7 separate regions of the Mus musculus genome follow, and all the other regions are linked to region 6. Evidence: chromatin contacts called from public ChIA-PET, HiChIP or PLAC-seq and promoter capture Hi-C data. All regions are on one chromosome and are shown on one strand. Each heading gives the region's core, a stretch centred on a gene start, on an enhancer-like site or on the middle of the called end of the contact. The rest is flanking DNA. Distances are from core to core; before and after follow the strand shown. Region 1 holds the start of Stk17b (serine/threonine kinase 17b (apoptosis-inducing)). Region 2 holds the start of Dnah7a (dynein, axonemal, heavy chain 7A). Region 3 overlaps Hecw2 (HECT, C2 and WW domain containing E3 ubiquitin protein ligase 2). Region 4 holds the start of Sf3b1 (splicing factor 3b, subunit 1). Region 5 overlaps Hecw2 (HECT, C2 and WW domain containing E3 ubiquitin protein ligase 2). Region 6 holds the start of Gtf3c3 (general transcription factor IIIC, polypeptide 3). Region 7 overlaps Gm32311 (a long non-coding RNA gene).

What was found. Promoter capture Hi-C pulls out the DNA fragments that hold promoters and counts their contacts. ChIA-PET counts read pairs in DNA pulled down with a chosen protein or histone mark. HiChIP or PLAC-seq counts read pairs in DNA pulled down with a chosen protein or histone mark.
Region 1: a contact with region 6 is called in an H3K4me3 HiChIP or PLAC-seq map of bone marrow-derived macrophages, with 3 times the contacts expected there. The contact joins the promoter of Stk17b here to the promoter of Gtf3c3 in region 6. A contact is called at or near these places in 4 of 39 promoter capture datasets (embryonic stem cells, frontonasal cranial neural crest, hippocampal neurons and 1 more) and 5 of 115 datasets of contacts at active chromatin or transcription factors (bone marrow-derived macrophages, effector CD8 T cells, embryonic stem cells and 2 more).
Region 2: a promoter capture Hi-C map of embryonic stem cells shows a contact between it and region 6, with 3 times the contacts expected there. The contact joins the promoter of Dnah7a here to the promoter of Gtf3c3 in region 6. A contact is called at or near these places in 2 of 39 promoter capture datasets (the C10 cell line and embryonic stem cells), 1 of 484 Hi-C or Micro-C datasets (B cells), 2 of 115 datasets of contacts at active chromatin or transcription factors (large pre-B cells and memory CD8 T cells) and 1 of 9 other capture datasets (adipose tissue).
Region 3: a contact with region 6 is called in an H3K4me3 HiChIP or PLAC-seq map of bone marrow-derived macrophages, with 4 times the contacts expected there. The contact joins the enhancer-like site here to the promoter of Gtf3c3 in region 6. A contact is called at or near these places in 1 of 39 promoter capture datasets (hippocampal neurons), 1 of 484 Hi-C or Micro-C datasets (B cells), 2 of 115 datasets of contacts at active chromatin or transcription factors (bone marrow-derived macrophages and memory CD8 T cells) and 2 of 9 other capture datasets (adipose tissue and embryonic stem cells).
Region 4: a contact with region 6 is called in an H3K4me3 HiChIP or PLAC-seq map of bone marrow-derived macrophages, with 3 times the contacts expected there. The contact joins the promoter of Sf3b1 here to the promoter of Gtf3c3 in region 6. A contact is called at or near these places in 2 of 39 promoter capture datasets (cranial neural crest and embryonic stem cells), 1 of 484 Hi-C or Micro-C datasets (embryonic stem cells), 7 of 115 datasets of contacts at active chromatin or transcription factors (bone marrow-derived macrophages, embryonic stem cells, large pre-B cells and 3 more) and 3 of 9 other capture datasets (adipose tissue, embryonic stem cells and pancreatic islet).
Region 5: a contact with region 6 is called in an RNA polymerase II ChIA-PET map of memory CD8 T cells, with 9 read pairs. The contact joins the enhancer-like site here to the promoter of Gtf3c3 in region 6. A contact is called at or near these places in 3 of 39 promoter capture datasets (cranial neural crest, liver and second pharyngeal arch cranial neural crest), 3 of 115 datasets of contacts at active chromatin or transcription factors (bone marrow-derived macrophages, embryonic stem cells and memory CD8 T cells) and 3 of 9 other capture datasets (adipose tissue, embryonic stem cells and liver).
Region 7: a promoter capture Hi-C map of embryonic stem cells shows a contact between it and region 6, with 2.3 times the contacts expected there. The contact joins the enhancer-like site here to the promoter of Gtf3c3 in region 6. A contact is called at or near these places in 3 of 39 promoter capture datasets (embryonic stem cells, hippocampal neurons and liver) and 2 of 115 datasets of contacts at active chromatin or transcription factors (bone marrow-derived macrophages and memory CD8 T cells).

Annotation. Positions count from the first base shown.
Region 1 is chr1:53,783,750-53,786,602 of GRCm38.p6, reverse strand. Stk17b (serine/threonine kinase 17b (apoptosis-inducing)) reads left to right here and starts at 1,388. Exons shown (of 8, transcript NM_133810.3): 1 at 1,388-1,529.
Region 2 is chr1:53,705,513-53,708,212 of GRCm38.p6, reverse strand. It overlaps Dnah7a (dynein, axonemal, heavy chain 7A), which reads left to right and starts at 1,429. Exons shown (of 66, transcript NM_001252070.1): 1 at 1,429-1,535. The coding sequence starts at 1,521. The region is part of intron 2 of Gm32311 (a long non-coding RNA gene); the gene reads right to left.
Region 3 is chr1:53,844,259-53,846,958 of GRCm38.p6, reverse strand. All of the region lies in intron 21 of Hecw2 (HECT, C2 and WW domain containing E3 ubiquitin protein ligase 2), which reads left to right. Among named protein-coding and RNA genes, the nearest start is that of Mir7681, 3.8 kb to the left of the region's middle. Within about 2 kb of position 1,443, at least 102 of the 459 cell types and tissues checked have an H3K27ac peak or open chromatin away from gene starts, as enhancers often do. A contact at or near this core is called in B cells, adipose tissue, bone marrow-derived macrophages and 1 more, where this site is marked.
Region 4 is chr1:55,026,190-55,028,895 of GRCm38.p6, reverse strand. Sf3b1 (splicing factor 3b, subunit 1) reads left to right here and starts at 1,418. Exons shown (of 25, transcript NM_031179.2): 1 at 1,418-1,557. The coding sequence starts at 1,530.
Region 5 is chr1:53,888,281-53,890,980 of GRCm38.p6, reverse strand. The region is part of intron 15 of Hecw2 (HECT, C2 and WW domain containing E3 ubiquitin protein ligase 2); the gene reads left to right. Among named protein-coding and RNA genes, the nearest start is that of Mir7681, 40 kb to the right of the region's middle. Within about 2 kb of position 1,395, at least 46 of the 459 cell types and tissues checked have an H3K27ac peak or open chromatin away from gene starts, as enhancers often do. A contact at or near this core is called in bone marrow-derived macrophages and memory CD8 T cells, where this site is marked.
Region 6 is chr1:54,437,600-54,440,299 of GRCm38.p6, reverse strand. Gtf3c3 (general transcription factor IIIC, polypeptide 3) reads left to right here and starts at 1,274. Exons shown (of 18, transcript NM_001033194.3): 1 at 1,274-1,487; 2 at 2,357-2,468. The coding sequence starts at 1,386.
Region 7 is chr1:53,748,650-53,751,450 of GRCm38.p6, reverse strand. All of the region lies in intron 4 of Gm32311 (a long non-coding RNA gene), which reads right to left. Among named protein-coding and RNA genes, the nearest start is that of Stk17b, 35 kb to the left of the region's middle. Within about 2 kb of position 1,355, at least 14 of the 459 cell types and tissues checked have an H3K27ac peak or open chromatin away from gene starts, as enhancers often do. A contact at or near this core is called in embryonic stem cells, where this site is marked.

The DNA.
Region 1 (2,853 bases), core at 139-2,638, 650 kb after region 6:
CCAAAAACGATCACAAGGAACTCCAAGAGGGCACTGGCTAAGCCTTGGTACTGACACTTTTGGATGCAGCTGCTGTTTCCTGGAAGAAAGTATGGGAACAATCTCATTGGTTTGTGGACACCTTAACATTTATGCTTCCCTGGCTAAAAAGATGCAACATTATCCATTTGACAACACTTAAAGAATCAATACATTATACTGAGGCCTGTCTAAATAACAACACAGACCTCATGAAATGGTTTTGATAACTTTAAATGCATGTGTCCTGGGACATACACTGCTTGGAAGGGCAAGCAGATGGCTTGAAGAAATCTTGGTTAAATGTGACAGGGGAAGAACATAAAATGGTTGCTAAGATGTTCTAAAAGCAAGAGAGTTCCACTCACAGAATTTTTCCCAATAGTTTTTTATACCTACTAAAAAAGTACCCTTCAGCAGTTCTAGATTCTATGTGTAGATGCTACATATAAACGTATAAGTAACCTAGGATCTTATATGTATGTAAACCTACTGTATCTAGCACGAAACTTTCAGTTTTTAAACAGTCTTCAATAGTTAACAGATCTGGGGGCCTGGGGGTGGAACTTAGAAGTGGAACCCTTGCTAAGCATGTGAAAGGCCCTGTGTTCTAACACTGCTAAGAAAGAAAGAGAGAGAGAGAGAGAGAGAGAGAGAGAGGGAGGGAGGGAGGGAGGGAGGGAGGGAGGGAGGAAGAAAGAAAGAAAGAAAGAAAGAAAGAAAGAAAGAAAGAAAGAAAGAAAGAAAGAAAGAAAGAAAGAAAGAAAGAAAGAAAGAAAGTAGCAATGGGCATTGAGCAGGTACAAGTTTTCCTCATTTCCCCTACCACAGTAAACCAGCAATTAGTTCATCTTCAGATTCTCCTACAGTGTCTTGAGCTAGTTAGTGTCTTAAGACATCCAGCTGTAGAGACTAGGATCCTGGAGTCCTATTTATGGCTTCAAGAACCCATAGCAAGCTGGAATCTCTATTTGTAGGGTAGGTTCAGGAGGTAAGGAAGAGGACAAGGAAGATTTGAAACACAGAACTTTAATCATCACAAGTCAAAGAGCCCGGACATCGGCTTCTTTCATCTCTTGTGTCCCGATACTTACACATCCCGGAACTACTCTGAAGGTGGAAAAAGTGGGAAAAGAGGCGCGGACCCCCCCCCCCCCCCAACCCGGCCTGCACACTGTCCAGTTCTAGGCTACATCCAGCAACCAAGTCTTCAGGCGCTCGGCGCTCCGCCCACTCCCCGCCCCCCTCCTGAGGCCCGGCCTCACAGCACGCGCTGCCGGCCGCCGCCCCGCCCCGCCCCCACGTGACAACCCCACCCTCCGTAATCGCTCCGATTGGCTCTTGGGCAGCAGAGGGCGGAGTCTGTGTCGAAGTACAGTGTCCCAGACGCGGCTGCACTTTTCAAACCTCAACTGTAAGAAGCGTCGGTCAGCGTCTGTGCGGTCGCCGCCGGGAGTCGCCTCACAGGGGCCTGGCTGACGGCGACCAGCCGTTGTGGGGAAGAGTGCGAGGTGAGCCCGTGTAGCCGTGGCCCGGTCGGAGGGAGGGCAGAACCCGCGACGGCGCGGAGCTGCGGCGGAGCGGTCGGTGTGGGGGCGCGGGGACCCTGCGGCGAGCCCGAAGGCCAGAGCCGGCGTCCCTGAGCGCGGCCATGCCCGATAGCCTCCGCGGCGTCTCGACGTGGTCCTCCGGGTGGCTCCGGGGCTCGCGTGCTGTGGGCGCGGGACGCCTTCACGTCGGGGCGGGTGGACGCGTCCGGCCAGCAGCCTGGGAGAAACTTTGCGGTCATCGCGTGGGCCGCTGTCAGTCCCGGCGTGGGGAGCCACAGCTGTTTCCGTGACTTTTTGGCTTTAAAGCAGTGGGAATTCTTCTGTACTTGTGACCCATCCTCAGACTAGACAGCCACATCATGGCCACGGTCTGGATCTTTATCCCGACTCGGCCTTACCGTGGGAAAAGCGCTTAATTTGGCTTCACTCTCGGGATATAGATGAGTGGAGACAAAGTTGAAAGAAACTTCACGGCCGGCCGGCTGGTGGCTAGTGGCCGTGGCTGTGCTGGGACTAGAGAAGCGCTGGCTTCAGCTTGCAAGTTGGAATTAAGAAATACTTCTGAAAGCCTAGGAATTTCAACCATAATCATTAGCTTGCAGTGTGACATTCACTGAGGGTTTGGCTGACGTCATGTTTACATACATGGTACCGATAACACCGAACCTCGCCGGCAGGTTTGATACCGTGTGGACTTTTTAAGTGTTCAAGACTGGGAGAGAGGCTGTGCCTTGAGCAGCAAGGTCTGCAGAGGTAACGAGGCAAGTGGAGGCATATGTAACATGGAATTTAGAACTCCAGGAGCACAGTTTTATTATGGAGAGATATAAACTCCTTTCTCATTGGTACAGTCTTCACAGTGAGATGCCCAGAAATGGTTTTCAACAACTTCATAAAAATTGAATCACAGTGCCTTAAAATTGTGTATATTAAAAAACACTAGTCCATGGAAATCGTGACCAAATTTTAGACCTGTCTTTTCACCTAATCTTTTTGATATTAATTTAATTTTTTGGTAGTTTTAATATTTCAAGTAATTGGTTTTTTTGAGATACACATACATTTTAGATAATTTTCTGGAATGAAGGTTTACTATTAAAGTAAATTTACTTACATGACAGTATGCTTAAGTTAGAGAAGTAATATTTCTGTGATTTCAAAATTTTTTGTATGTGGATAGATTGGTAATAGTTTTTCTTGGATTTTTTTTTTTTTTTTTTTTTAAAGTAAGAATTTAGTTTCAGGAGATGGCTCTGCTGGGAAAGGTTCTTGACACCAACTCAAA
Region 2 (2,700 bases), core at 180-2,679, 730 kb after region 6:
AGAACACTCATGTGTATAAAATAAATAAGATTTTAATAAAAAATAAAACCAAAAGAAAATCAAGTGCCATGAGACCCTCTGTTTTCATTAAAGGTTTTAAAGTTTTAGTTCTTCCATGTAGGTAATCCACCTACAGGAGGTGATTTTTATATGTGACATTAAGTGTCTATGTCACATTTGTGCACGTGGATATCTACTTTCCTCAGTATCATTTGTTGTGAAGACATTGTTTCATCACTGTAGCTTTGTACTAAATTTTGAAATAAAAAAAAATATGAGGCTTCCAAATATGTCACTTAAAAAACGTTGTTTTTGGCCATTCGAGATCCCTTAAGATGTCACATAAATTTTAGGTTAGGAACCTGCCATTTCTCAACAGAAAACGTTTACCGTCAGGCATGGTGGCATAAGCCTGTAATTCTAGCACTTGGGAGGCTGCCACAGACAGATTGAGAGTTTGTGACCTGTCTAGGCTAAGAAATGAGACGATCTCAAAACCAAACCAAAATAAATAAACAAAATTAAACAAAAACTTTTCAGTAGGAGGCAGTTTACATTGAAGTCTAAACTCCTCACTCTATTTTACCAGATCTTTAAAATAGAGCACTTATTTATCTTCATCTTCATCACCGGACTCCAATGTGCTTTATTCCAACGACAGTCTGATAGATTTCGTTTTTGTTCTTCTAATTTTCTTCTGTTCTTCTGATTTTTGTTTTTTGTTCTTCTAATAACCATGAAATGTCTCAGGCTTTTGCATCTGATTGCTCTGCCCGAAATATTCCTTGCACAGCATGTGTCCTCCTCTTTCAAATCTCAGCTTTCACGTTTCTTCTGCATCTTCTAAGAGAAATGACTCACAGCACTGTTTCTATTAGTTATGAACACATGCCTTACGGTCACCCAAGCCTATGCCTGAGGGACTGTCTTGGCACAGCTTCGTTCATGTAGTCAATCACGCGTGGATTTAAATGAATTTCCGAAGGCTCACTTTCTAGTGTGTTAGGGAAGTCAACAGAACTGAACACTGAGGCTCCTGGATATGGAGCACTTTACAGGCTTTAGTCTTGAGTGCCTTGTCATTATTCTATTTGCCTACATTAGCAATGAAATCTGCAGAAACAGCCGAATGAAGGCTTAAGGCAGAGAACCACGCCCACGCAGACTCGGTGAAAGATGCAGTAACTTGAGGACCCACTTAGACATCAAGGGGTCTTCGCTCCTCACAGTTGCCTGCCACCCTCTGTAAAGTGGAGTGAGGGCTGTGTTGGAAGCCACCTAGGCCTCAGAGAGCCACCCTGCTCGACCTCTCAGAAAGTTCTGCACCTCATCTCGCAGATGCAGACGACCGGAAGTAGAATCCGCCAGTTTGTTGCTTAGCAACGAATCGACCACGGCGGTTAAAGCTCTCAGCTCAGAAAGAGCCTAGAGCTGTCCAGCGGCGAACAACTCTCCTCTCCAGGTCCTGAGTTCCGCAGCAGCGATCCCGGCCGGCGTTGCCTGGCCCGCAAGTCGACGCCATGAGCAGCAAGAAGGTGAGAGCTGGGCCGCCAGGGTCGGTCCCGGGGGCCAGGCACGCAGGAGCAGACTCCAGTACCACCCTGGCGTTGAGTGTTTTCCCTCCAGTTTCCTTCCCAACCGTTGGACCTCGTTGTCGTAACAACGGGACACAAACTGGATGCGCCATCGGTGGAAACTGGCTCCACAGCGACCCCAGCTGCACACTGGGAGTGTTTGGGTGGGAGGAGGGTGGGCGGTTTTGATGCCAGTTCAACCCAAATAAAAAGTTGATTCTCAATCTGAAAATTGTACTCAGCTTTTAAGATTTTTCATCCCTCCATAGTGGTTTCTCTTATAAACCGAGTTTGTTGTGAAAATGGCTGCAAAAGATGATGTGGGGGTTGGGGAGATGGCTTAGTGCTTAAGAGCTTGATATGAAGCCATGAAGACATAGACTCAAATCCCCAGCACCCACTTCAAGGCCCAGTGTGACTGAGCTTGCCTGTAACCCAGCTCTGCGAGGGTCAGAGACAGGAGGATTGCAGCAACTTCCCATCCAACCCCTTAGTTTCTGGTTAAGTGAGAGACCCTGTCTCAAAGTAGTAAGTCAGTGAGTGATTCACTGGCTTCTGGGCAGAGGCAGGGGCACCCTTACACAAAACATGGACATATCACACACGCACGCACACGCACGGTCACCGGCACATGCACTCTCTCACACGGGAGGGTAGTTTACAATCTTGTGCTATTTAGGTTTTGTGACAAAACAGAGCAAGGCAACTCAGAGAGAAAATTCTTATTTTGTCTCATGGCTTGAGAGGTCGCTGGGTTCTGGGTGTTTCTGGGCGCTGGACTGAAGTCTATATCAAGGCAGGGAGGAGGGCATGGCAGAGAGCACTGGGGAAGAGGCTAGAGAAAGAGCAACAGGTTGAAAGCACACCCCTAATAGCCCTCATTCTTCAGCGGGGCTTTACTCTCAATGGCCCATTCCCACAAACTTACATTAATTTATGGGTGAAAGTAGCATTTTCATCACCAATTGGTGTCACCCCTCGACACAAGAGCTCCTTGGAAAGACATGTCATATCTATCCTATTACAGCTATAGTTATAGATTATATAGGTTATAGAGTACTAGCAGAGGATGTCAAGCCTGCTAACCAAGTAAGCAGTAGTTATGTAAATGCTGGAGAAAGTTTTC
Region 3 (2,700 bases), core at 194-2,693, 590 kb after region 6:
TTTTTGTTTTCATGGCACTTCTGTGAAGGGCACCTTTATTTAAGAAAGAATGAATTCATTATGTGCAAAGAGCTGTCAAGATGACATCAGTCATCAGTCTTGCAAGCCACACTTAGACTAGGGAGGAGCATATGCAAATAGTTTTAGTTTGTAGCATCTTTCTTTTGAGCTCTTTCTGTATTCCCCCAGGATAGGGAGATAAAAATAGCTAGGAAAGAAAATGATCTAAGATAGTTTACTTTTCCACAGCTAATCAATTACCCAGCATGGCTCACACATAACCAGATTGGGGAGTGAGCTGGAAAGCTGTGGAACTTCAGTTGAACTTGGGCTGCTGCTTGCCCTCTTCAAGGAAGCAGCTGCATCATCTGAATCATCTTTACCTGTCAAAGAAAGATGCGCTGTAGCCAGGCTTTAGCTTGGTACCACCAAGAGCAACTTTGTCTGGTCCTATTTCCACACTTAACTCCCAGGCCTCAGAAGCTTAGCCTCACTGCTCTGATTCAAATTCAACTGTGGTTGAATCAGAAGGTGCCTAGGCCTCGTGTGCCTGGACAAGCCTGGGGTAAGAGGTAGTGTGACTTCCTGAGGCCATTGTCTGCTCTCATTTTACAGACTGCTCCTATTGGAGTATTTTGTTTTCAGTTAATTTTTGTTATACTAAGAATGGAAGAATAAAGTTAACTATTTTAACCCATGTCAGGTGCTGCTAACTCGTGATGTGCCAGGCCAGCAGCACCATGGTGGGTACAATGCTTTGTCAGCGGGTAGGGCTTGAGACACTATGGCCACTCTACTGACATCTGTGCTTACTCAGAAATGCCCTCAAATGCAGCTGCTTTGTGGCTACACACCCGTTGTCCAGAGTTTCTGTGTTTCCTTGCCAAGTCTTTAACCATGTAACCAACCTAACCGGCAAAACAGGAATGTAACAAACGATCTCTGTGATATGAGTCACATTAACTATTTATATGGACGAGGTTGCTAAGGCGTTATAGGAGCTTCGTGACTGCAGGCCCTGCTGGAACATGTTCACTGAATTTCTAAACATAGATAGAAATTGCATCCCACAACATACCCCTAAATATGCAGTTCTACATTTGGAGTTACAAACAAAGTAAAGTAGAAAGACTATCTTAGCTTTGGAGTGATTCTATCCATGCATCAAGAGTTGAAAAAGAAGGAGGAGGAGGAGGAGGAGGAGGAGGGAGGGAGGGGGAGGAGGGGTTGGGGAGGCAGGGGTGGGGAGGAGAGAAAGATTAAAAAGTTTAATAGTTCAACGTTCAACGTACTTTTGTTTCTAAAAGAGCTATTTGTTTTCTTTTCTCCTGAGGTGAGTTTTGCTTTTCAGCTCAACTCCTCAGAGAATATACTCTTGTCTTTAACCACAAGAGGAACTAGTCAGAAAGGTCATTGTTGTCTTAACAAACTTCACCATGTTAGAAGATATTACATAGTGAACTTTCTAAGCCAACTCACTTGTTTGACAGTGGTTTCAGATTGAGTCATATCTTAGGGATTGGCACCTTTTGCTCGTGGCACTGCATTAATGTACCACCATCTCAGGGTAAACTGGCTTACATTTGTTCACACTGCCAGATGCCAAATAACAATGTAAGTTATGCTGATTTTCTTCAAGTGAGCATCAGGGAGCTCTAGTCACAACTCAGCAATGTTTATAGAGCCTCTACTGAGTATCATTCTGGGAACTTATAATGCAAAAAGAAGTGTCTTAATTAGGTTTCTATTGTGGTGATGAAACACCACGATCAAAAAGCAAGTTGAGGAGGAAAAGGTTTATTTTTGCTTACACTTCCACATCACAGTTCATCATCACCACAGGAAGTCAGAATAAGAACTCAAGTAGGGCCGAATTCTGGAGGCAGGGGTTGATGCAGAGGCCCTGGAGGGTGCTGCTTACTGCCTTGCTCTCCAAGGCTTGCTCTGCCTGCTTTCTTATAGAACCCGGGATCACCAGCCCAGGGATGGCCCCACCTACAATGGGCTAGGCCCTCCCCCATCAATCGCTAATTAAGAAAATGCCTTACAGGCCCGCCTGTAGCCTAATCTTCTGGAGTTCTTTTCTTAATTGAGGTTCCTCCTCTCACATAACTTTAGCTTGCATCAAGTTGACATAAAACTGTCCAGCACAAGGGTCACTAATTTTCAGTGAGGGCAAAGTCTAAATTTATGTATAAGGAGGCCGACACACACAAGTCATCAGAATGTACTCTGATAAGTGCAGTATTATTGAAATACTTAGAGTTAAATCTTAGGGACCACTGTCTAATTTTTAATGGAAAATCCACAGTAGAGCCAACTTTGCTTATACCAGTCATCTCAAAGAAAACAGGATCATTCTATCTTTTTCCTGATGTTTCAGCTCTCTGTGATCCTGATATACTCAGGATATCTGCAATGTGGAGAGCCCAGCAGAGGGGCAATCATATTAAGTCAGAGAGTGTTTATGTCTCCCTGGAGGAATCTCACTAAAGATTTATAGTAAGCTAGATATTTTAATAATCTGTTTCCCTCCTCCTTGTTTCTGTAGCAGCAGCCGTTGGCAACACATTGCTATAAAGAGACAGATAGTAAACAATTTTAGACTTTGCCCATCGTACGTTCTCTATGGCACGTACGCACCTCAGCATTTTATCAGCTATTAGCAACAGGCTATACACAAGCCAGAACAGTGCATTT
Region 4 (2,706 bases), core at 169-2,668, 590 kb before region 6:
GAGAAAAATCTTTTTTGTTTTGTTTTTGTTTTTTGAGACAGGGTTTCTCTGTGTAGCCCTGTGGAACTCACTTTGTAGAACAGGCTGGCCTTGAACTCAGAAATCCGCCTGCCTCTGCCTCCTGAGTGCTGGGATTAAAGGCGTGCGCCACCACGCCCAGCATGAAAAAATCTTATTTTTATAAAAGAGGATTCACAAGACAATTCTGGGTGATCTTTTAGTGATGTTTATCATTACTCTGGAACTCCAGGAAGTATTTAGCTTCTACAATTACCACAAATGCAGCAAATGCTCCTTTGAATCTGTTATAGAAATGATAAGCCTTCCCAGTGAGAAAGCATCCTGCACATTTGGAGGATAATAAAGGAAAAAGGTCTGGCACAGCTGGCTCTGGCTAATGCTCGGTAGGGCCAGCCTTGAATACATTTTGATAACTTAGAGACACCTTAGGCTTATTTTCTCCAAATATGAGGTTATCCTCAAATTTGTAATTTAGGTCCCAACCCTGGGTTACATTTAGTACAACTTAAACAGAGACAGAAGGCTGAAAATCTGGTCAATAGGTCACTCCTATTTGCCTGGTCATTTAGGCATCAGTTATTGCCAGAATTATTTTAAGTGCACCAGTGTTGTACTTTTTCAAATAGTTGTTACCTGGGGTCATCTTACCCATTTGGCAGAATTATGTTTCTCTCAAGAAAAGAACTGGGCTTTATTGTAGATCAGGACTTAACATTGCTTGTGACCCTATACTATTCCCTTGAGCTGCCTGTTAAGAGAAGTATTCTACCGTATCTAATGGCTGGTCAATACTGGTGAACCAACATTAACATCTTAGGCATCATAAACTTTATTTCTAACAGGCCTGGCTAGCATACTGTTTATTTTTTGGGTGTCTTGGAGGCAGTGTTCCTTTGGCTAAATTCTATTTTGTGTAATTTAATCTCTCTCTCTCTCTACTTTTTATTTTTGTTTTTTTCGAGACAGGGTTTCTCTGTGTAGCCTTGGCTGTTCTGGAACTCACTCTGTAGACCAGGCTGGCCTCGAACTCAGAATCTGCCTGCCGCTGCCTCCCAAGTGCTGGGATTAAAGGGGTGCGCCACCACTGCCAGGCTCCTTTGGTTTTATTAAAGACAGGCTTTGTCTGTACAGCCCTGGCTTCGGGAACTCTCTTTGTAGACCAGGCTGGCCTCGAACTGCCTCTTCTCTTCCGAGTGCTTGAATTAACGGCACGTTACCCACCACTGGCCGGACAGGCTACAGCCCTCTTGGGAAGTAGCCATCCTCTTCCGCGTTTAGTCTTCCCCGCGGTTTCGCTGGCTTTTTAAGGAAGCCGCCGGGAGCCCGCCCTGGCCCCGCCCACTCCCATAATGCCCCTCGCAGTCTCATATAGGTGGCAGTTGAAGTACGTGCTACAGTGCGGCGCGCGCTCCCGGGTGCGCACGCTCAGAGAGCGGCCTCTGTTTCTGGCGGCGGCGAGCGGAAGTCCTTGGGAGCGCCAGTTCCGTCTGTGTGTTCGAGTGGACAAAATGGCGAAGATCGCCAAGACTCACGAAGGTAAGCGGCCTTTCCCTTCCCACGCGCGACCTCGGCAGCCAGCCAGCCGCGGCCCTCTCTCCTGGCTTTCTGCGTCTTCGCGTGGCATCTCTGGTCTCGACCGAGGCCGCGCGGCGAGGCCTGCTCGGCTCGTCGGCGCAGGCCGCTGCCCGCGTAATGGCGTCCTCTCGCACTCCGGGACCGGCGCTTTGTTCCGCGCTGGCTGTTGGTGCTTCCGAGTTCTCTTGTTCTGACCGGAGAGCCTCGCTCGAGCGGCTTGCCCCGGGGGACTCCCGGGGAGGGAGCGGGGAGGCGGACGTGGGAGGCCGACTTTCTCGCCCCCCGGGCGCTATCGTCGGCAGTTCGTACCTGGAAAGCCCTGAATGACGGCAGCCGCTTTCGGGCCGCTCCTAACGGAGGCCGCTTCAGCGCAGGCCTGCCAATCCCAGCCTTCGCGATACAGGCATCTCCAAGGCGGCTGGATCGTGTTGTGGTGCTTGCACTAAATGATTCCGGCAGAAAATCTGGTAGTTTACTCCTTTAATCACTTGTGTCCTGGTGTTCTATCTTTTTCCCTTTGAGAGCTAGGTGTTGGAGAATCAGGAGGAAGAGAGAAGGAAAGGCAGATTTGACCAGTTGCCAAAGTTTTCTGGGTAGTCGCTTATTTTATGCTGCACAAGAGTAAACAGAGCTAGAAACATGTTGAGAAGCAACCAGATTCCATAAGGAAAGTAACCAGAGAAGACGGGAAGGAATTTGAGTCTGAGAGACAGAATCCCTGTTTCTTGGCTCCCGGTTAAGAAGCCAAAATTTACGCTGACACTAAGTCACTAAACCCGTCCTTTCTAAGTGTGTGTCTCGGTGTTAGAGAGAGGTAACAAGCTAAGGATGTCAGAAATTTGACAGTTTGATGTGGAAGCAGATGTGTGAATATTCTCTTAGAAAATCAAAGGAATGTGTACAGAGAAGTAAAGCCAGTACTTTCTGAGAAGCTGGGTAACGGAGCCATTAATTTATGCTTAGTTATTTTTGGGAGGTGGTGACGCGGCGCTGATAAAAAAGGATCAATCAGTTTTAAATTAGGGGAGGATGTCTGAGCCGGAGGGAACATCTTGTACCATGCAGTGAGTGTCGCTGTGGTAGGATAGAGGAGGGTGTAAGGAGGGAATT
Region 5 (2,700 bases), core at 146-2,645, 550 kb after region 6:
ATTTAGATGCTTTAAAAGTTTTAGAATGTTGATGAAAGTACCTCTTAGGCTCAATTTTAAATTTAATAGTTGGGGGTATATGATAAAAGGTTGAAGAACAAAGTCTCATATTTAACTCAGAGAGAATTGGTAATATGCAATATGCTTACAGGAGATAATAACCCAAGGATAGTCTCATAAGAAAAAAGCAAATGAGTTTTTAGTGGGCTAAAGTTTTGTCAGCTACAGAGAATAATTTCTTAAATCCGAGGGTGAATCTATAGAGTTGTGGGATCCTGCTGGGATTGTCTAAAATTAGAATGTACTTGGCAGAACCGATGCATGCATGTGTTGATTGTCCAGAGAAGATGGGCTAAGTATGACTGGACACCCCACTACAGGCTACCTTGGCAGTTTGCAGTGGTTCATAGTAACCACACGAGGGCTCTCCAATACCCTAGCCCAAAACACACAAAAATCTCTTCTTGTTTCCCTTTTCTTTGAACAACTTAAATACATAAAAGGACTTTTGTGGTTGAATTTTCTTCTCCTTAATATAAGTTTATGCCTTGTGAGCATACTGTGGCTTCTAAAAATTCCCTCAGACAAATGGAATTAAGAGTCTTTTCCTGCCTGACATTTCTAAATGCGTATCATGTTTCCAATATCAAACTGTAGGTCACATATTCTGAAGGCTTTCTTATAAAAAATAAATATGAATGCAATAAATAATTGGATTTAGTTCATCAAAATTCCACTCATGGAATTTCCCACTAATGTTCATTCTGCTTTAACGCATTACGTGTTCACTGTTTATAGAAGAATATACATGAGAAGCTCATATAAAAATGATGTATAAGTCTAATGCAGGGTGAGGTATGCACGAAAATATTTATGTTTTATGAGTAGCCAATAAATCTTTATCTTGATGTCCTGTAAATCATTACTAGTGAACTGGAGTATACTAACAGCATTCATCTTACCAAATACAACTGAACTCTCGCCCTTGGACCTCATGTAGATATGTAGTGTAATTAGGACACTGCCTGGCTTTATCACATAGACAGTGTACTTTAACTGCTTACTTTATTGTGACATCACAAGCTGAAGGTGGCTCTTCTGTTCAGTCAGGACAGTGTTTCTGGGAAAACATGTACAAGTTTAATAGCTAGACTTACACTTTTAGAACATCTGGCTCAGAACTTTGAGTTCTATGGTCTAGGGGTATCCAGACATGGAACAGGGCCTCCCAAGAGTAAATTAGCAACTTAATGAAAATCTCTCTTCTATTGCTGGGAGCTGAACAGTGAACCAGAGTAACACAGCATACAGCCACAGTACTCTCCAGCCTTTCTCAGAGAATCCCCTTTAGGGTACAGCACTTGAGAGTGCAGTGGACATAGCTGGAAACATTACCTATATTTCTGGGAGGCATTGACCACTGTCTTGTGGTCTGGTTTTAAGAAGTGAGGTCTTTGAGAAGACCTGTGGCTGTTCTAGGAAATGTTGATACACAGGAAATCATATAGACTGGTGAATTGAGATATTAAAGTTCCCTGCCTGGGGTGTGTAGAGAATGACTGGGTCTCCCCAGAGTGGCTGGCTGTTTTCCTCAAACCCAGTAACTCATTAGAAGCAGGCTGAGAAGACTTCTGGTTATATAATGGATCTGTTACCATCCTAGCTTTGTTCAGCAATGTCTACAATTGGTAGACAAGCTTGTATCTCTGCTGTGGTAACAAACACCTGCTGTCATGTGGTTGGGAGTATAACAAATACAAATAATTAACACTTATTTCCCATGTTCTTAACGTGGATAACAAATTTAAAACTATATTTTAAATGAATAAAAATAAGGGTAAAAATCCTTGATAAACTTTGAAAGGGTCAATGAGGATGCTGGGGCAGAGGAGGGTCGTATAAAATCCTGGCTACACGTGTTGACAAACTGACTTTGACCCCCTGGAACCCAGAAAAGAGTAGAAGGAGAGAACTCACTCCACAGATTTGCCCTCTGACCTACAGATGCACACCATGGCACCCATAAACACCACCTACTATTTATTTAATAAAAAAGAACCCCCCCCCCTTTTTTTTAAAGAAAACCCTTTTTTAGTAGCTGAGACAGAAAGCTGTATTTTTAATACTCTTTTAGGTAGTGATGACTTTCCTTTTTATTGTTTTCATCTGTATTAGGGCATAGGAAACAAATAATAAACCTGTTAATAATAACAACTGGTTTTGAAATCTATACCAAACACCATGGGAAGTCAGAGGACAGAACTATACTTAACTTCAGCTTGAAGGAAAGGGAAGGTTTCATGGAGGAGGGGGCTGTTTGAACTATCCTTTGGATGAGAACATTCCAGAAGAATAAGCAACCTGGAGAGGACAGAAAGGCAGCTTTTATTGTGAAGAGCTTTAGAAAGTGCCACAAAAAATGTAATATTAGTTATATTTTTAATTTGTTAATATATTGCAATATATAATAATGCAATATAATGATATGGCTATAAGGATTTCATCAGAAGGAGATAGAACCTCCACTTGAGAAGTATCAATTTATAAATCCAATATTACCTCCTTCTAGGACAGACACTAAAGCAATGTTAGAGTTTCCTGGAAGAACACAAATGAGTAGATACCTATTTGTAGGGGTTTCTAAATCTATAATAGGTACAATAAGTAATTCAGGCTAGGGTGACCTTTTTTAGGTCTTAC
Region 6 (2,700 bases), core at 25-2,524:
GTAAGATCCCTCCTCAGGAGAAACGCAGTGACTGAGATAGTTTTCTGCTATCTGGTAGTCCTGCTCTTGCAGGTCTTGACCTCTGATTCTGCAACCCTGCTACAGATCTCCTTAGCTTGGATTATCATAAAGATGATCAAAGATAGACTCTCGTCTTTGGACCCAGGACTATGCTGAGCTCAACTTTGCCCAAAGTTCCAAAGGCTCTTGTAGTTTCATCTAACTTTACTCACAAATGTGTTTTGAATACATGTTATTAGGTTAGTCAGGTTTATAATAATGACACATAAACTAATGTCTTTGATGTTTATAGGTAATGTCTCTAGAAAAAGAAATAGTTATAATACAAGATAAAATGCAAATCACAAGAGCTCCTAGGAGTTGAAAATAATCTCTCTCTCTCTCTCTCTCCCTCTCTCTCTCTCTCTCTCTCTCTCTCACTCACTCACTTTGACCCCTCTCTTCCATCTCTCTCCCCTCAAGTCCCACCTCAAGTCTTTCCACTTCAGGTGTTGCCCTTTTTCATGTTACAAGTGTTCTATTACCCTCCCCACACCTCTCCCTTTTTTTCCTCTCATAGGTTCCTAAGGATTATTTTGAGAGATGTATGTAACAGATATACAGTAGACGCCCTATGGGAAGAGTTAGAATCCCTTTAAAAGTTTGAGAGCAGCCGAGCGTGGTGGGGCACGCCTTTAATCCCAGCACTCGGGAGGCAGAGGCAGGCGGATTTCTGAGTTCGAGGCCAGCCTGGTCTACAAAGTGAGTTCCAGGACAGCCAGGGCTACACAGAGAAACCCTGTCTCGAAAAACAAAAAACAAAACAAAACAACAACAAAAAAGTTTATGAATACTTGGGACATAAAAGTTGATTGACATTAGAGATAGAAACCCAGGCAAACGCTCTGCCACTGTGCTGCATCCCCAGATCAAAAGTCTCCTGTAGAGATGGTTCAGTGGTTAAGAACACTGACTGCTCTTCCGGAGGTCCTAAGTACAATTCCCAGCAACCACATTGTGGCTCACAGCCATCTGTAATGGGATCTGATGCCTTCTTCTGGTGTGTCTGAAGACAGTGTACTCCTATACATAAAATAAGCAAGCAAGCAAACAAACAAACTAATACATACATCTTTAAAAAAAAAAAAGGCTCCTCTAGCTGGTAGTTTAAGGGAGTCTGGCGCTTGAAAGATGCATTTGGACACTCCCTTGCCTGTGGGAAGAGGCCTGGGGCCTAGAGCGCAGGCGGAACCAGAGTGCGCGGCCGCGGCGCAGGCCGGGAAGGTTTCTAGGGCGGACGCTGGTCCGGTCTCTCCTAGGCGTCCTACAGAGCCTGGGAGTGCTGCAGCTTCCCTGGCCCGCTGCGCAGCGTCGGCCCTGCAGACATGTCGGGGTTCAGCCCGGAACTTATCGACTACCTGGAAGGGAAAATCTCCTTTGAAGAGTTCGAAAGGCGGAGAGAAGAGAGAAAAACCCGAGAGAAGAAAGTGAGCCGCTGGGCCCCCGGTGCTCCTCGGTCTTGTTTTCCCCGAAACCGAGTCGTGGGTTGCCCAGGGTGGGCCCGGGATCCAGCAGCTTTCACCTCTTCCAAAATTTCCGATTTTCACTCCCACCCGAGTACTCAGAGCCTCTAAAGACATCTCCCCACCCGAAAGCCAGCCTTGGTGGGCGCTAACCTCCCCCGACCCCCTAATACCTGTTAAGTCGATGAGCCAGACAGGGTGATCTGATTAGTTCTAAACCTATCTTGCAACTAGGTTGTGACGGTGGTGGGAACCAGGCCTTTTGTTTTTGTGGTCTGTATAGGGGTCTTGGGGATCAAACTTCAGGGCCTCCAGCCTGCTGGACAAAGCTCCCCATCGCAAAGCTACATGCACCCCTGGTGCGCCTATTTTTGAGGAGTCTCCGTGTAATTTTTTTTCTTAGACATAAAAGTAAACCTAACTAACCAGATAGTGAGGATATCTGTTACTTTTTCAAATTTTAATAAAGATCTGAACTTTAAATAGTTTCTCATTTGTTTGAAGGCCAAGGGACCAACATAAAGATCTCTTGACCCTTTTGAAGTTAGCTAATGATTTCTTTCTTGACTCATAGACTTCTATGAACCCTATGGTTTATTTAAAGTCTTAGATTGATGACATTAAAATATTTAAAATCATTCCACTTGTATTTGCAAATGACTTACATAAACTAAAGACTTAAGTACATTGGAACACTTTGAAACTATTCAAATTTAGATTCCACGTATCATAGGGGAGGGTCAACTTTTATAAAGATAAGGCAAATGCCCTATTCAAGGCTGAGAGAATTAAATCTGAATTAGTTTTTGGAACTGTTTAATTCCCAATCACAGAGTGTTCAGGAAAAAGGAAAATCATCACCCAAAGAAAACCCAGATGACTCCGAAGTTCCATCCTCATCAGGAATTGACTCTGCCAAATCCCAGGACAAAGACGCCAATGAAGGTATGTTACTGCTGGCTTTAAATGAGCACTTAAGTAAAATGATTTGATAAAAACACTATTTGCTTTTTACTTTTTATTGCTTTTATGTTTATTGTAATAACATTCTATTTTTGTTTGTTGGTTTGTTTTTCATGACAGGCTTTTTCTGTGTAGCCCTGGCTGTCCTGGAACTCACTCTGTAGACCAGGCTGGCCTCGAACTCAGAAATTCTGCCTCTGCCTCCCAAGTGCTG
Region 7 (2,801 bases), core at 106-2,605, 690 kb after region 6:
CAATCCTTCCCCTACATCCCCTCTGCTTCCCTTCTGAGTGGGGTGGGCCCTCCATGGGTATCCTCCCACACTGGCACTTCAAGTCTCTTCAATGCAAGGTGCTTCCTCTCTCACTGAGGCCAGACAAGGCAGCCCAGCTAGAAGAACATATCCCACAGACATGCAACAGCTTTTGGAACAGCCCCTCTTCCAGTTGTTTGGGACCCACATGAAGATCAAGCTGCTCATCTCCTCCATATGTGCGGGGAGGCCTAGGTAAATTTATTTATGCTCTATAGTTCTGCCTGATTTCTTTGGGCCTAGTGAAGAAACCTGTCTCAGTGGGATTCCCTAACTTTTCTCATGGTAAACCCACCTATTCGCTAGGCCATTGTGTTTGGGTAAGACTGGTTACTGCCTCAAGTAAACACTCTGCAGACTAGCCCTGAGCTATTCCTGCTTGGTCCTTTGTAATGCTTAACTAGTTACTGAATAGGTAACTTCCTTACTGAATTCCTACTGAATTTCAAGTTTGTCAGCTTCAAGGTCTTTCTAGGACTTCGGAACACTGGCGAAGGCTTAGCTATGTCAGAATTCAATCTTAAAAGGCACTTATAATAAGATAATACTAAAAGAGAGCATGTGAATCCATACACCAGACTAACATGGGGATAAGGTATGAGTATGAGAACGCCAAAGTTCCAGGAGGTGAGTTTCCGTGAAACTCTTTGCCTCGTGAGTGCTCCCAGGCCTCTCGGCCTGCCAAGCAAACTTCACTGGAGTGTGCATAGCATTCTCCCCCTTTTCTTTCCTTTCCTTTCCTTTCCTTTCCTTTCCTTTCCTTTCCTTTCCTTTCCTTTCCTTTCCTTTCCTTTTCTTTTCTTTTCTTTTTCTTTTTTTTTAAATTTTTCAGCCAAAGTTCCAGAATGTCCTGCCTTGTCGTAGCTACAGATCTCAGAAGTACTCTAAAGATGAGTGGAAACACAACGATTTACTAATAAAATTGTGCCAATAATAATAGCAAGTAGGAATATATATTGAATCCAATCCAGGGGATTCAATGCACTTAGGTTATTTTTTTTTAATCTCTGGCCAATTCATCAGTGTTCCAAGTGTCCAAGTGACTATTGCTAATATCTGAAATTTCTGCCTTTCTAGCCTTAATATGTTCCTGGCCCTCATAGTAAACCTTATTCCCAATTCAGACCAAAGCCACAATATGTACTTAGAATGCTTCCTCATGAAGATTTAATAACTGCCACCTGCGCTGTTGGAGGTGGGGATGCACACCTGCTGCAGTCAGGCTTAGGGGCTTTGACTAACCTGCTTGAAAAACAAAGACAGTGAAAAGCAACAGTATGGAAGCTTCTTTGGGGAAGTCTAGGTACTCCATTCAATTGCAAATTAGCAATGATCAAGCTCAGACTTAGAGCTCCTGGTGTGGTGGGGAGTGGCTTTGAGAATTTCAGAAAGGCTGCAGTTTCTCTGGGAGTGGAGGCTGTGCTCTAAATTAACTTTGCTAGGTAATTAAGATTTTAGCTATCTTCCCTAGGATTCTCTAATACTGGAATTATTACTAGACCAGTCCAAGATTGAGTTAGAATAACTGGTCACAATGAGGGAAGGAGAAGAATCACTATAACTCTTTCTTGTGACTAATCTTTCCAAGTCATATTACACAGTCTCTAATGTTCTATGTCCCATAAGGTTTAAAAATCTTGAAGCAAGGCAGCTTAGCTTGTCCAATCTGGGAAAATGACAAACAAAGGTGGGTCAAGAACATATACCCAATTCAGCTTTCTTGTCACTACAGTCAGGGCACTCAGCGAACTCGCCTGTCAGTTTGTCACACGAATTAGCCGTCATGCTTCTGCATCGTTCTGTGAAGAGAACCTATGCTTTTCTCTTTCCCAATAAGGTAGCTGTTCAGGATCAAGCCATATGCCAATAAGTAGATCCTTTTCATCTCACCTAGACATGATTATGTCTGTTTTTTAAAATACTATGAGGCATTTATTAAGTTCTTTGATATCCAAATTTCAAAATTCCTAAGATAAAAGTATGATTAAAATAATGTGCTTGATTATTCAACATTTTAAAACACCGTTTACAGCACACAATTTAATTATCTGTGTTGAAGCACGGGGAAGCTCAAAAGAATAAGCGTGTGATCCAATTCACATATACTTTTCTCCCATAAAAGGGCTGTTTTTAGACACAGTAAATGGGATGCATGCAGGCATGAATTTATAGAAGATACAGAAGCATGCATAAGAACAATTTTTAAACTTATCTTTGGGATAATGATTGTCAATTTTATTTAAAATGATGGTATGCAATAGATCAAATATTAATATTCTGTAATAACCAATTTAATTGCTGTTATGAACAAGGAACAGACACTTTGTCAGGTTCTTAAGACACAATTTTTGTTGTAGGTTTTCTAAAATATATGAATTTATCTTACAATTCTTTATTAGCACCATAGCAGCCTTAATAGGATGTTAAAACTGTGCTTTGAGGTGAATGCCACCTTGGCCTCGCCCTCCTCCGGTCTTCCTTCCTTTCAGGCCAAAGAGGCTGAAGCGGCCCAATCTGTTGTAGGTCAGGAAACCCGAGTGAGGGCGCAGAGCACCCTGAGTTCTAGCGGGGGGGGGGGGGGGAGGGGGGGGCGGAGGGGGAATACAGCTACCCCTGGCAGGGACAGGCAGAGCCTCATGGGGGCAATGGTGAGCGTGGCCCTCCCCTGAGTTCGCTACAAAGGCACCCACTTTCTGGCAGCCAGTACCAGGTTCGCTCAGGGAAAGCTGCGTACCCCAAGG